Linked DNA regions of Mus musculus: regions 1 and 2 are each linked to region 3. Evidence: chromatin contacts called from public promoter capture Hi-C data. All regions are on one chromosome and are shown on one strand. Each heading gives the region's core, a stretch centred on a gene start, on an enhancer-like site or on the middle of the called end of the contact. The rest is flanking DNA. Distances are from core to core; before and after follow the strand shown.

What was found. Promoter capture Hi-C pulls out the DNA fragments that hold promoters and counts their contacts.
Region 1: a promoter capture Hi-C map of liver shows a contact between it and region 3, with 2.4 times the contacts expected there. The contact joins the enhancer-like site here to the promoter of Mthfd1l in region 3. A contact is called at or near these places in 6 of 39 promoter capture datasets (cranial neural crest, embryonic stem cells, liver and 3 more) and 1 of 115 datasets of contacts at active chromatin or transcription factors (memory CD8 T cells).
Region 2: a contact with region 3 is called in a promoter capture Hi-C map of hippocampal neurons, with 2.7 times the contacts expected there. The contact joins the enhancer-like site here to the promoter of Mthfd1l in region 3. A contact is called at or near these places in 4 of 39 promoter capture datasets (the HPC-7 cell line, hippocampal neurons and liver) and 2 of 115 datasets of contacts at active chromatin or transcription factors (astrocytes and stem cell-derived neural progenitor cells).

What each region holds. Positions count from the first base shown.
Region 1 is chr10:4,602,074-4,606,618 of GRCm38.p6, reverse strand. No RefSeq gene overlaps it. Among named protein-coding and RNA genes, the nearest start is that of Esr1, 110 kb to the left of the region's middle. Within about 2 kb of position 1,623, at least 6 of the 459 cell types and tissues checked have an H3K27ac peak or open chromatin away from gene starts, as enhancers often do. A contact at or near this core is called in liver, where this site is marked.
Region 2 is chr10:3,428,834-3,433,010 of GRCm38.p6, reverse strand. All of the region lies in intron 3 of Ppp1r14c (protein phosphatase 1, regulatory inhibitor subunit 14C), which reads right to left. Among named protein-coding and RNA genes, the nearest start is that of Gm29987, 52 kb to the left of the region's middle. Within about 2 kb of position 2,245, at least 3 of the 459 cell types and tissues checked have an H3K27ac peak or open chromatin away from gene starts, as enhancers often do. A contact at or near this core is called in hippocampal neurons, where this site is marked.
Region 3 is chr10:3,971,237-3,975,206 of GRCm38.p6, reverse strand. It overlaps Mthfd1l (methylenetetrahydrofolate dehydrogenase (NADP+ dependent) 1-like), which reads right to left and starts at 2,132. Exons shown (of 28, transcript NM_172308.4): 1 at 1,729-2,132. The coding sequence starts at 1,952.

The DNA of each region.
Region 1 (4,545 bases), core at 374-2,873, 630 kb before region 3:
TGCTGGGATTTGAACTCAGGACCGTCGGAAGAGCAGTCAGTGCTCTTACCCGATGAGACCTTGCCAGCCCCTAAATGCTTTCTTTCGTAAGTTGCCTTGGTCATGGTGTCTATTCACACAATAGGAAAATAAGTAAGACAAACTCTGTCACAAAAAAATTCGATGGAAAGTAATCACATAGTATACACATGTTCACACAAGCACATACACAACAAGTACACACACACAAAAATTAGAAAGTTACATTAGAGCTAGCACATGGCATCCAAGTTTCACAGTAATAAGTAAAATTGGGAAATAAAGAGCAAGGATTTAGATTACTAAATAATCTTAAGTGGGAAACATGCATAAAGTGTATAATAATAAAGGTCTTTGTATGAATGTGTTTCACATCATTTCTATTTCAACTAAACTTTGTCTGATTATTACATAATGCCAACTCTGTTTCATAAAACCACCCTGTACTCCACTGGTTTGCTCTCTTCACCCTCCAAGACAAACACCCACACGGGTAGTTCCAGGACACTTGGAACCCCTAAAATCCTACCTGAACTCTGGGCACATAAACACACGCATTTTTCTGAAGGAAGAGTCTGGAAACTTCGTAGGATCTTCTCTGAAGCCTACACAAAGTTGAGAATCAAATGAATGGTGCTGTCACTTTAAATCAAAATCACAGTCACATATGTCATTTCTTCACGATTTGTAAAAACCTCACCGAGATTCAGAGTGAGTGCCACATGCAGATCCAATCTGACCCTCCTGCTCACACCAGGCAAACATTGTATCGCAGGAAACAAAGATGTGAGAGTAGTTCTTGGAAAATCAATGATGTTATCTACTTTCTCCCATAGAAGCACAAAGGAAGTAAAAGGAGAAGGAAGGCATAGACACGCTATAAAAGAGTTGCCTGGGTGTGAGAAGATAGTTGATGGGATGCCCAAAGCACATAGTAGGACACAAAGGCCTGAACAGAAAGGATTACAGTATCAGAAAGTTTCCCTATGGAGGGCTAGGCGAGGGGAAGATATCTCTGTGAGGGTTTGTGACTCCAGACTCTGCCCTTTCCAGTGCCTTGTGCAGGGCTCTGTCCTTAGGAGACATCACTTAAACAACAGATGTCAGGCTTCAAATGATAAGTAGGTTTTCCAAAGCCATGGCATTAACTACAAGTAGAAGCTGGCTTTCTATGCATTGAGATAATTAATAGGTGTCCTGGTAAAATCCATACTCTAAGGAAGATGCATAAATGAAGCTCTGGCTAGTGTCCAGCTGTGGGCACCATTCAACAGAGTAGCCATTCCCTCAAAAGCACAGGAGTGGAGAAGGCAGCCTGGGCCCTATGTGTGTATGAACTATTTACACCCTGTGTGTGTATGAACAACTATTTACTCAGGGGAACAAAAAAGAGAAAAAGAAGAAAAAGAACAGTGTTTGAACCAGCAGGGTTAGAGTTAGGTTATGTAATGCTGCAGGCAAGAAGAATAAGGCCTATTTTTTTTTCCTCTTTCCTGGAGAACGGTATTGTGAAATAGTCCAGGAACAACCACCAATTTCCACAGTCGTGGGTGCTTCTCCAGGTTTCTGTCTGACAAGGTCAACAGTCAGAGCCCTGGCAATGGCCTTACACCCAAGAACTCAGATGATCCTCAGTAACCTAGCAGGCCTAAAGCAATCTAAGGACAGTGCTTTCAGAAGGCACTGAAAAGGGCAGAGTCTGGAGTCACAAACCCTCACACATACATCCTCCCCTCACCCAGCCCTCCATAGGGAATCCTTCTGATACTGTAATACTGAGTTCAGGCCTTTGTGTCCTACTATGTGTTTTGGACATACCAACCTGTCAGACCAATAGGGAGTGGGGGAGATGACACCGACACAGGCATGGGGCAATGTCCAGGATTCTCTTAGTTGTTTTGAAACCACTTCCACCCACTCATACTCAGGTGTCTATGCTGCCTCTCACACATTGCACAACCTTAGAAAGGATCATTATTTTAGGGTCTGCAAAGCAGGCCCACCAGAAGTCAAAACAAAAATCACTCAAAGCTGTGCCCAGGCAGGGCTAGGACCAATGCATCACCGCTACAGGAGCTGAGTAGTGAGTGGGGGGTGGGGGGAGCAGTGGTGCTCGTGTTTAAGGGGAAAGTAAGAAGTTAAGATCCAGACCAGGAGAAGAGACTATAAGAGATGAGTAGACAGGACCAGAGTGCTTTGAACAAAGTGACCCGAAGCCATCCCAGGCAGTGTAGGCATGTCTCAGTCAATAGAAATAAAAGAGCTTCTAGCTTTCCCGTGGGTAGGGAATTCCACCCCTGGGAGACTAGGAGTCAAGGCAAGACTTGGTCACAAGGGAACAAAGCTACCCCAGTTGCTTGGATAGGTTCTTAGAGATTGTGTATTCCAGTTCATCTTTTCCAACCACAAATCATTCACTGCATACCCACAGTGTGCCAGGTACCATTCTGACTGTTGTGTCCGTGGAAACAAATGAAGAGCTGACCTTGCAGAGATTAGATTCCCATACAGTAAGGGTAAGATGCAAATTTTTATGGATTTAAAGTTTATATTCCACCTACCCCTCCCAATAAAAAAACCTCATATGCATGCTGAAATCTTAAAACCCAAATAGGTGGAATTGGCAAATGGTTGTTGGTTCATGAGGTGGGGGCTCTCCTGAAGGACTAGTGCCTTTGTAAAGGAGAGTTATTGGGGTCTTTTCATTGTATAAAACCACAGGAGGAAGATAATTTCCAGGACCCCAGAAGGGAGCCCCCATGAGGACCAGAACATACTAGTAAATGGATGGATCTCAGTCTTCTAGCTTCCAGAACTATGAGAAATGTCCACCTTTTAAGTCACCTAGATTATGATATGTGTTACAGTATCCCAAGCTGATGAATATTATAGTCAATGAGATAGACAGACATGGTCAAAGGATGCTGGAGATGAGATAAAGGGGTGCATGGAATAGAGACAGGGAGGACACTCACTTATACCTCACATATCAGGGAACACAGGAAGCTGGCTAGGAAGCAAGCGCTCCTGTCTCTTCTTACGAGCTCCATCATACTGATCTCCTCCTAACACCTCCTGATGCCATCCCGTCATAACTCATAATTTCAACATATGACTTTAGGAAGGACCCTAGCATTTGCCCACAGCAGGAGCTGGGAAGCGAAGGTACTTAGATAAGAGTGGGAGTGGTAAATGGGGGCCTCTTCTTATATGCTGGGTTCATTTGAAAGGCAGAGCCAACATGATTGCTGACAGATTAGATGCCTGGTAAAAAGAAAAGAAGCCAAAATGACTCCAATGTTCAGACCTCAAGAAATCCCAATGCAAACCAAGCATCAAGAGAGACAGGAAAATCCCCAAAATGTATAGGTTTAAAGGAAAAAAGAAGTTTCCAGAATTTAGTTTTAGACATACCAGATTTGAGGAAGCAATTAGATAACCAAATGGCGTTTTAGTGGTCGGTGGAAAGGATTGGAGTTAAATAAGACTTTGGGGTTCTTAGGTATGCAGGTGGTATGCTGAAGTCCAGGGACAGTAACTCCCGCTTGGTGACATGGGACTGTCACATCCCTTGTGCTTGTCTGGCACTGACTATCCCCACTCCCCCGACCTCAGATGTCTCCCTGTCATCTACATCCGCTCAGGTTTGCTCTTCGTGCCTGTCACCTCCTTTGCTCTAATGCATTTACTTTTCCAGAGTCCTGTTCTCTCAAGCGCTGCATACTAAATTCATGACTAACGTAACAGAGAAGCAGATGCAAATTACATTACCAGGTCTATCTGTCCGTCCACTTCTTTTCAAGCCAACATGAGTTCTTTTCAGTAAGGGCCATGCCTGCTGGCTGTGGTTGCACACAGTGGGATCAGCCTGCTGGCTGTGGTTGCACACAGTGGGGTCAGCCTGCTGGCTGTGTTTGCACACAGTGGGGTCAGCCTGCTGGCTGTGGTTGCACACAGTGGGGTCATACGCTGAAGAGGGAAGCACAGTCAGAACACAGGTTCAATAAGGAGCAGATCAAAAGAAAAAATTGGGTCATATTTAGGATCCACACTTTATCTGTATGCACATGTATGTGCCAGTAGAGGCCATAGAGAGGCATCAGGTGCCCTAGAACGAAGTTACAGGTGGTTGTGAGCTCCCATGTGTGTGCTGGGAACCAAGCCCAGGTCCTCTGCAAGAGCATCAGGTGTCCTCAACCACTAAGCCATTTCTCCAGCTTCCGAAAGCTTTGATTTTTTTTTTTTTTTTAAAGACAGGGAGAGTCAGGTAGCATGAAAGCAATGCCAAAGAGGAGGACCATAAAATGAGATAAAACCCACTGATGAGAGTTGCCCCAAACACCTGTATGGCAGTAGGCAACATAGCTTCTTTTTCTGTTACTGTGATAAATGTCCAAGCAAAAGCAACTTAATGAAGGAGTGATATGCTTAGGCTCAGTTTGAGATGGGGAAATCCTCATGAAGGGAATCTCCTCTGGAGGGGAAGTCCTCATGGAGGAAGTCCTCATGGAGGGGAAGTCCTCAGGG
Region 2 (4,177 bases), core at 996-3,495, 540 kb after region 3:
CAATCATCTAGGTGACAAGCCTCCAAGAACACCTAGGAGGATTACCTAGGTTTAGGTTAGTCTCTGGGCATGCTCATGAGAGACTGCCTTGAATGGACTAATTGAGGTGTGAAGACCTTCCCACTCTGAGTGGTGCTAATTTTTTGGTAGGGTCCTTGACCATATGAAACTGGAGAGCCATGGAGAGATCTGAGGATTCACATTCATCTTGCTTTCTGCTTTTGGCTTGGTTGTGACAAATTCAGCTGCTTCAAGCTTCTGCTGCCCCGTTTTCCCCACCATACTGGACTGTACCTTGAATTGTAAGCCAGGAAAAACCCTTCTTGTCTTAATTTGGTTTTGTCAGGGTACTTTATTGAAGTAATAGGGAAAGAAACTAAGAGAGGGAGACATTCCAGCTTTATTGGTAAGAAGATATACTGTTTTCAAATACGATGTCTCTTCCCGACTTGACCTCCAGATTGAATGTAATCTCACTTACCACTCCCAGTAAGTTCTTTTGTGGTTATTGTTAGCCAATTCTAAAGTGCAGAGACACATGACTGACAACCGTTATCACAGGACCAATAGAAGAAAGCCACTAGAGAGAGGATGCTATTTATCTTCAAGATGTACTGTAAGGCTCAAGTAACTGAGACTGTGTGGTATTATAAGAGAAAGAGAAACCCAGCTATGACCCAGAATAGACAGCCTAGAAATAGACCCATAGAAATGTAATCAACTAATCTTTGATAAAGGATCAAAGGCAATAATAAGAGTGAGGCGAGGAAAAAAAAAAACTTTTGAACAACTTGTGCTGACACAAACTGGACATGCACATTCAAGATAAAAGCAAATACTGTAGAGACAACCCTTCACTCTCCTCGAAAAGAAACTCAGATGGACCAAAGATAGACCTAAATGTCAAATAATAACAGTACAGTAAGATGTATATTGAAGGAGAAAACGGTAGTGGTTGTCCACAGTGATGAGTGTTAGGAACATCAACAAAGGCAAAGAAAAAAATCCATGCAAGAGAGCACTGATAAGTTGGGCTTCGCTAAATAAACTGTTGTATAAAAGACACTCCAGAGAGAAAGAACAGAGTGGAAGAAAAGACATTCCCATTAATAAAAGCCTGGAGGCCAAGACAAACTGAGTTTCCCACTCTCCCCTTTGTATATGATACACAACTATTATACCAATTATCTCTATCTTCAGCCTTGAAGAATTTTTAAAACTCAACAGCAGGAGCTGGAGAGGCAGCTCAGTGGTTAAGGACAATTGCTGCTGTTACAGGGGGCCTGGGTCCGGTGTCTAGCCCCTCACATAGTGGCTCACAGCTGCCTGTAGCTCTAGTTCCAGGGAATCTGAAATCCTCTTTCCGTCACTGTGGGCACTGCATGAATGTGATCCACTTAAATGCATGCAGATGAAACACTCAGAGACATAAGATAAAAAATAAAAATAAAGTCATCTTGATATCTAACATCAGCAAAAACAAAAACCCCATTAAAAAAAATTGAACTAGAGTCCTCACTAGATATCTCTCCCCTAAGGGAATATATAGGTAGCAAATGTGTATACAAGTAAGTGCTCCATATGACATGTCTTAGGAAAATTTAGATTAAAAACAAAGATATATCAATATGCACCTCTCAGAACGACCACAAGTCGAGAACATTAACAACATGTTGTTAATGTGTTGTGGATGACTTGAAGAAGGAGGAACATTCATTCCTGATGAGAACAAAAAACCATCTGCCTACCTCAAAAGGGTCTGGTATGTTCCCACAAATCCAAATATAGTCTTAAGGTACAATACACGTACCTTGGAATTTACCCCAAGGACATGGAAACTTATCATTACAAAAGCCTGCACAAGAGTATTCAGAGCAGCACTGCCAACACTTGAAAGCAAGTCAAGCATCCTTTAATGTGTGAGCACTAGGTATAGACCTGGGGTTATCATCTAGAACTAAAATAGAGTGAGCTGTCAAACTATGGAAAGCCATGGAGGAGACTGAAATGTCTGAGTATGAAGAAGTCAGGCTGTGGGGGTAACATCTTGCAAGACTCCAGCTGGATGCCAACAGCAGGAAATCATGGGGTCAGCAAAGACAGTGTTGTGTGGGCCTGCAAGGAGGAAAGGGATAGGAGGGCAGAATGCAGGGCAGTGCAGAATGCAGGGCAGTGTAGAATGCAGGGCAGTGTAGAATGCAGGGCAGTGAAGCTACTCTGTATGACACAGTTACGATGAAAACAAGCCGAGTGTTCTCAAAACCACAGAAGGTATAACAGAAGGTACAAGAGCAAGTGTGAGCCCTATGTAGACTATGGACGTGGGTGATTACCAAGTGTCAATATGAACTCATCAGGACTTACAAATGCACCACTCTGGTGGGGGGTTGTTGATAATTGAGGAAGCTGGGGATATAGACAGGAAATTTTTATACCCTCTGGTCTATTACACTGTGAATCTAAAACTGCTCTGGAAGTCTAAGTCTGTGTAAAATACTAAGCTATGAGTGATTTAATAAATGTTTAATATATTAATAAAGACATATTCAGTACATAATTAATTCCAAGCTTATAAATCAATTAGCTATTGTCGTTATTGCTATTAAAATTATCACTGTAAATAACCTTTACTGAATTGCTAGGGGAAGTTATGAGTACCTCTATTTACAGGAGCCTCTATAACAAGAGGAAATTGAGGCTCAGAGAGGTTGAGAGCCTTATTAAAAAATTATGCAGCACCAGCTGTTTTTTCCCCAAAGACACAAATCAAAATTCACTCTCTTTCCACCATCTCTTCTCCCTCTGTGGTAAGGTAGTATAAACAACTCTATCTACATCATCAAAGATGCCTTGTTTACATTCCAAACTCTCAAGTGACATGATCATGTATAAGGTAACTTTGATCAAGTACAGCACCTCCAGAGATGGTTGCTTTAAAAGGAGGGATGCCTAACTATTTAGCATCTAGTTCAGATCAGATAGAATTGTCTAAAGTTCTGAGACAAGGTACTCATGAGGACAAACAGGACAGCACTACAGAGCACAAGCTCCAGTGTTAGACCTCAGAGTCAACTATTGGCTCCTTGGATTACTGCTCTGACACTGAAGACAAGTTACCCAAACCCTCTTCACCTGATGGCTGTGGATCAAACAGGGCAATATAGGTTAATACAATGTGAGCTACTTGACTCTGAAAAAATTGAAGCCAGTATGTTTCTTTCTAGTCCAGGTGTCACACAGCTGTATCTTACAAGCATCTACTAAAAGGCAAAGCATTTCACCTTTCTCAAAGCATCCTTTAGGATGAATGAACTTGAATAGACACTCTCACTCGGCAGCACTTCTATTCTTTGAAACCATGAGCTAAAAAAAGAATCCAGAGATGCCCTCTTGAGAACTCCAGCTCATTTCCCTCCTCTCAGAACAGTCAAAGGCTGATTTTTTTTAAATCTCATATGCCTATGTATCAAGACCAGAGGCTGACATTGAGTAGATAAACCAGTTGGCCAAGAGCTTGCTGTGAGATCATGAAGAGCGAAATTCAACCCCCAACCTGGTGTGGTAGTTAACACTCTAATCCCAGCACTGGGTAGGCAGAGGCCTGGAGGATTCCCTAGGGCTTTCTGGTTAGTGAGCCTCACCTACTGTCTTAGTCAGGGTTTCTATTACTGCACAAACATCATGACCAAGAAGCAAGCTGGGGAGGAAAGGGTTTATTCAGCTTACAATTCCATACTGCTCTTTATCACCAAGGAAGTCAGGACTGGAACTCAAGCAGGTCAGGAAGCAGGAGCTGATACAGAGGCCATAGAGAAATGTTCTTTACTGGCTTGCTCAGCCTGCTTTCTTATAGAACCAAGACTACCAGCCCAGAGATGGCACCATCCACAAGGGGCCTTTCCCCCTTGATCACTAATTGAGAAAATGCCTTACAGCTGGATCTCATGGAGGCATTTCCTCAACTGAAGCTCCTTTCTCTGTGATAACTCCAGCTGTGTCAAGTTGACACAAAACTAGCCAGGACACCTACCTAGCCCACATGGAGAGCTCCAGGAACCTGGCAGATCCTCTCTCAAAGAACTAACAAACCATAAAAGCAGACCAAGATAGACAGCACCTGGGCATGACAGGCAAGGTTGACCCCTAGCCTCGAGGTAGCCACAATTGCTTTCACACA
Region 3 (3,970 bases), core at 883-3,382:
AAAGGGTCCATGGTCAAAGAAGTGGAGAGCTGTTTTAAAACTCTTTGCTTTGGCCATTATCAGATACATGTTACAGAATAGCTGTGAAAATAAAGCCGACCCCAGCTGCTTCCTCCAGATAGTCTTCCCAACTCCTCTTTTTCAGTAATAAGACTCTGGGTTTCAAGCTCACATGACCACTGGATCTCCCAGACTGTCTCCAGCACACACATTCAGATTGCTGGGTTAGTATAAATCTTAGAATTGCTTCATTGAAGTAGGTGGCATTATGATCTCCATTTGCAGTTGAACATGGTAAGACCAATAGCTTGTCCCTGCTCACACACCCAGTGACACAGGCACACTGCAGAAGGAAGGCATCCGATTCCTAAGCACTGACCTCTGGTTCTGAAGCAGAGCCACCCATTTAGCTAAGGACACGTGCATGCACACATATGTTTTTACTTATATATTCAAGGATGCATGTTCTGATGCATGTGTGTTGTGTGTACACGCCATAGGTCAACTCTGGATGCTGTCCCTCAACAGTTGCTCACTTTAATTTTGGATACAGGACCTGTCATTGGTCTGGATTATGCTGTGTGGGCTGGCCAGTGAGCTTCACGATCTGACCTTCTCTGCCTCTCAGGGACTGGGATGTCAAGAGTATGCCACCATGCCCACATGGGTACTGGGGATGGAACTTAGGTCTTCATGTTTCCCCCAGCCAGTACTTTTACTCAGTACTTAACTGAGCAGTCTCCCTAGCCTGAGCTTCCATTTTTAAACAACTGGTAGAAAAACAGAAATAAGGATACTTCATAGCACGTGAAAACCACATGAAATTGAAATGTCAGTGTCCATAAAATGTTGGATTTTATCAAAAAACTGTGAGAACGTTTTTCCTTATTACAAACGTACCCATGTAACATTTTAAATTCTGCTTTTTAGTTCACTGAACCTTAAGTATTTACTGTCATGCTCATTACACCAAGTTTGTAGAGCTTAGTTTAGTTTATTGTAAAAATAATGACTACTTGTTGCGGGATATATGTGTGACAGCCCCTGGGGGCAGATTATTTTTGCTCATTTGTTTCCATAGCCCCAGTTGGGAATCAAAGCAGAAAAGGGCTTTCCCGCCCTTTGCAGGTAGGTGCCTCTGCACAGCAGTGGCCTAGCAAACTCACTATAGGGTCTGACCAGATGACTCTGCTCAGATCACCACCGGATATAGAATGAACTTTCCAGATACTGCTGCACCGGAACCTGTGTGCTCTCTGAGCAGCGATGCTCCGGAGCGGACCGTACGCCTAGACCTAGAGGGCTTCCGCAAGGGGTTTAGCCCGCCCCTCCTTCAGTAGTGGGACATCAGCAGTGGCGGGATTGTAGGGCCATCCTCCTTGCTTCTCTCCCGCCCAGGGCCGCACCGCCCTTTTCCTGTCGGCGCCACGCCCGGCGCGGTTGCATCAGAGCCGGAGGCGGGCGGTGCACGTGGAGCGGGGCGTGCGGTCCGTGAGGCGCGCGCCGGCTGGGGGGGATGCCCTCATCTACCGGGTCCCATACTCCGGACGTTCCCCTTCGCCCCCACGCCCTCTCTGCCAATCGCAAGGCGTCTCTAGCAAGTCGGAACCAAGCATTCTCTGTTTCCCGCCCTACGAACGGTCCCTCGGGTCTCCCAGCGGCCGAGAGTGCCATTGGGTCCTTGGGTCCCTGGCTAGGGACCTGCCTGTAGACAAACAGGACACTCACCTGACGATGGAGTCCATCCCGGGGGCTTCCGGATTGCCTGGGCCATGGCTGCTGAAGGTTTGGCCATCCTGCAGCCGCCGCCCGCGTAACCCCTCGGGGTCACCACCTCCGCTGCTGCTGCTTCTGCTGCCTGAGCGACACAGCTCACGGAGGCGACACGCCGGGCCCGAGGGCAGCTGCTGGCGGCCGAGCTGGCGAAGCAGGAGAGGGAGGCGGACGCTCATGCTGCTGCAGAGTGCGGGGTGACTGGTTATCCCCAGGCGCCGAGATGCGGCTGCAAGTTCTTCCCCGGGCTGGCGTGGGAGGCACCAGAGAGCCAAGCGGCACAGTAAAGGGCCAGCAGCAGGAAAGACTAGACTCTTCCTCGTGGGAGGAACTGAGGCCCCTAGGGGGCACTGTACCAAGTGGCCGTGACGTTAACAGGGCGGGGGCCAGCGGACGTGAAGCTTTTGGTTGGAGTTGCCAGAAAGTCAAGGCATAGGAGGTGGGGCATCAGCGTGGTGCTGAGCCCTTGCCCTGAGATTGTATGGCCAGCCCTTCTGCCTCAAAACCTGATGCCACCCTTGGTCTTCATAATGCAGCTCACTTTCCTCAGGAGGTAGTGGTCCTAAGTCCAGTTTAGACCTTCAGAAGGAAGTGTTTATTACGTGGGAGGTGGCCTAGGGCTAAATGTCGTTCTTAGAGTTTGCAATGCAAATGCTGGTTTTGTAGCCTTAAGCAGATTAACGTCAATGGTTTTAGGACTGAGTCTTCCAAGTTTATAATTTCCAAGGCTAGTGGGAATAACATAGTAACTTTGTAGACCACAAATGAGGTAGGGTAGAATTTGTGCAAGGCAGAGACCGTTTTTTGAGTGCTCACGCTGTCTTGTGTGCTGGAAAGATATATTTATTAACCCCAACAGATGTAAGAAATGGAACGCCATTCGTCTGATTTCTAACCAGGAGAACCTGCGATCAAGAGAAGTCATTTGGTTTGCTGGCAGAGCTGTGAGCTTGCCCAATTCCACGTGCCCTCCTCCTCTTCCTCTTTTTAAGTTTTACTTGTGTCCTTGAGCTTGCAGCAAGTAAAGGATAGGACAACCTGAAGAAACCAGTTCTCTGATTCTATCTTGGGGTCAGCAGCGGCGTGCTGAGGTGCTGGGCAGAAGGATTGTTCTAGGGATAGAACTCAACTTCATAGGTTTGGCAGCAAGTGACTATACCTGTTGAGCCACCTCACTGACACACGGGGGCCATGTTTTTGAAATGCATGGACAAGCAGGTTCCAAAGAGGGTAAAAAGTTTAAGAAAAAAAAAAATACACACATCTAGTTGGAACTTGGAGCCACAGAAACTTACTCCCTATGAAAAGTGCCTACGATGAGGTTGAGTCAGACAGTGTTTACAGGATATCCTCTGCCTTCCTCACTGCTGTAGGTTGGATATGTGTCCCAAAGGTCCATATATTAAAAACCTGGTCACCCTCTTGGTTACTGGGAGATGGAGGCATATTTTAAGAGTTGAAGCTTATACATGGAGGAATTTAAGCCCTTAGAGATGAGCCCATGGAAGGGATATTGGAATCTATCTTCTGGCCATGTCCATTCATTTATTAGGGCAGGTTTGATAGATGTCCCTTTTAGATTGGGGATCCCTAAACACAACATTTCTCATCTGTGGAATAAACTCAATACTGTGCGACATCTCCCAGGACTGTGGTGCGTCTAGAGGAACAAGAGCTGTGGGAAATGTGAAGCTCACTCTGCCTGCAGGGATAGATAATAAGGCTCTTACCTCTAGCCTGGGAAAGCAAGGCAGGCTGACTTACGAGCTTGTAAACTCCCTTCATGCTTCTTAGCAGTGAGTTCAGGGCTAGTATCAAGCAGGTAGAGAGATAGACCACAGACAGCTGGGTGGACGATGTCACTGTGCTTGTGTGTAGACATACCATGCTGGCTACAATCAGGACGGGGAGGGGTGTGCATACGAGAAGAGTGGAGAAGACAGTTGCCCAATGGCCACTGAGGAATCCCAGTCGTCTCAGAGAAAGATTGCATATAGGGAGGGTGCTTTGGAGGAGCGCACGAGGGGTCCGAGGAAATGACGTCAGTTTTGGACAGTTCAGGTGGAGAAATATGTAAAGCCTCCTGTCCCTCAAGAAGGGAGTCTGGGCCAAAGAGGGGACTTTAGGAAGCAGAATATGAATAGTAGTTTAACCCTCCTGCGACTCGCTAGCAGTCAGGGAGACTCTTGGATCTCCT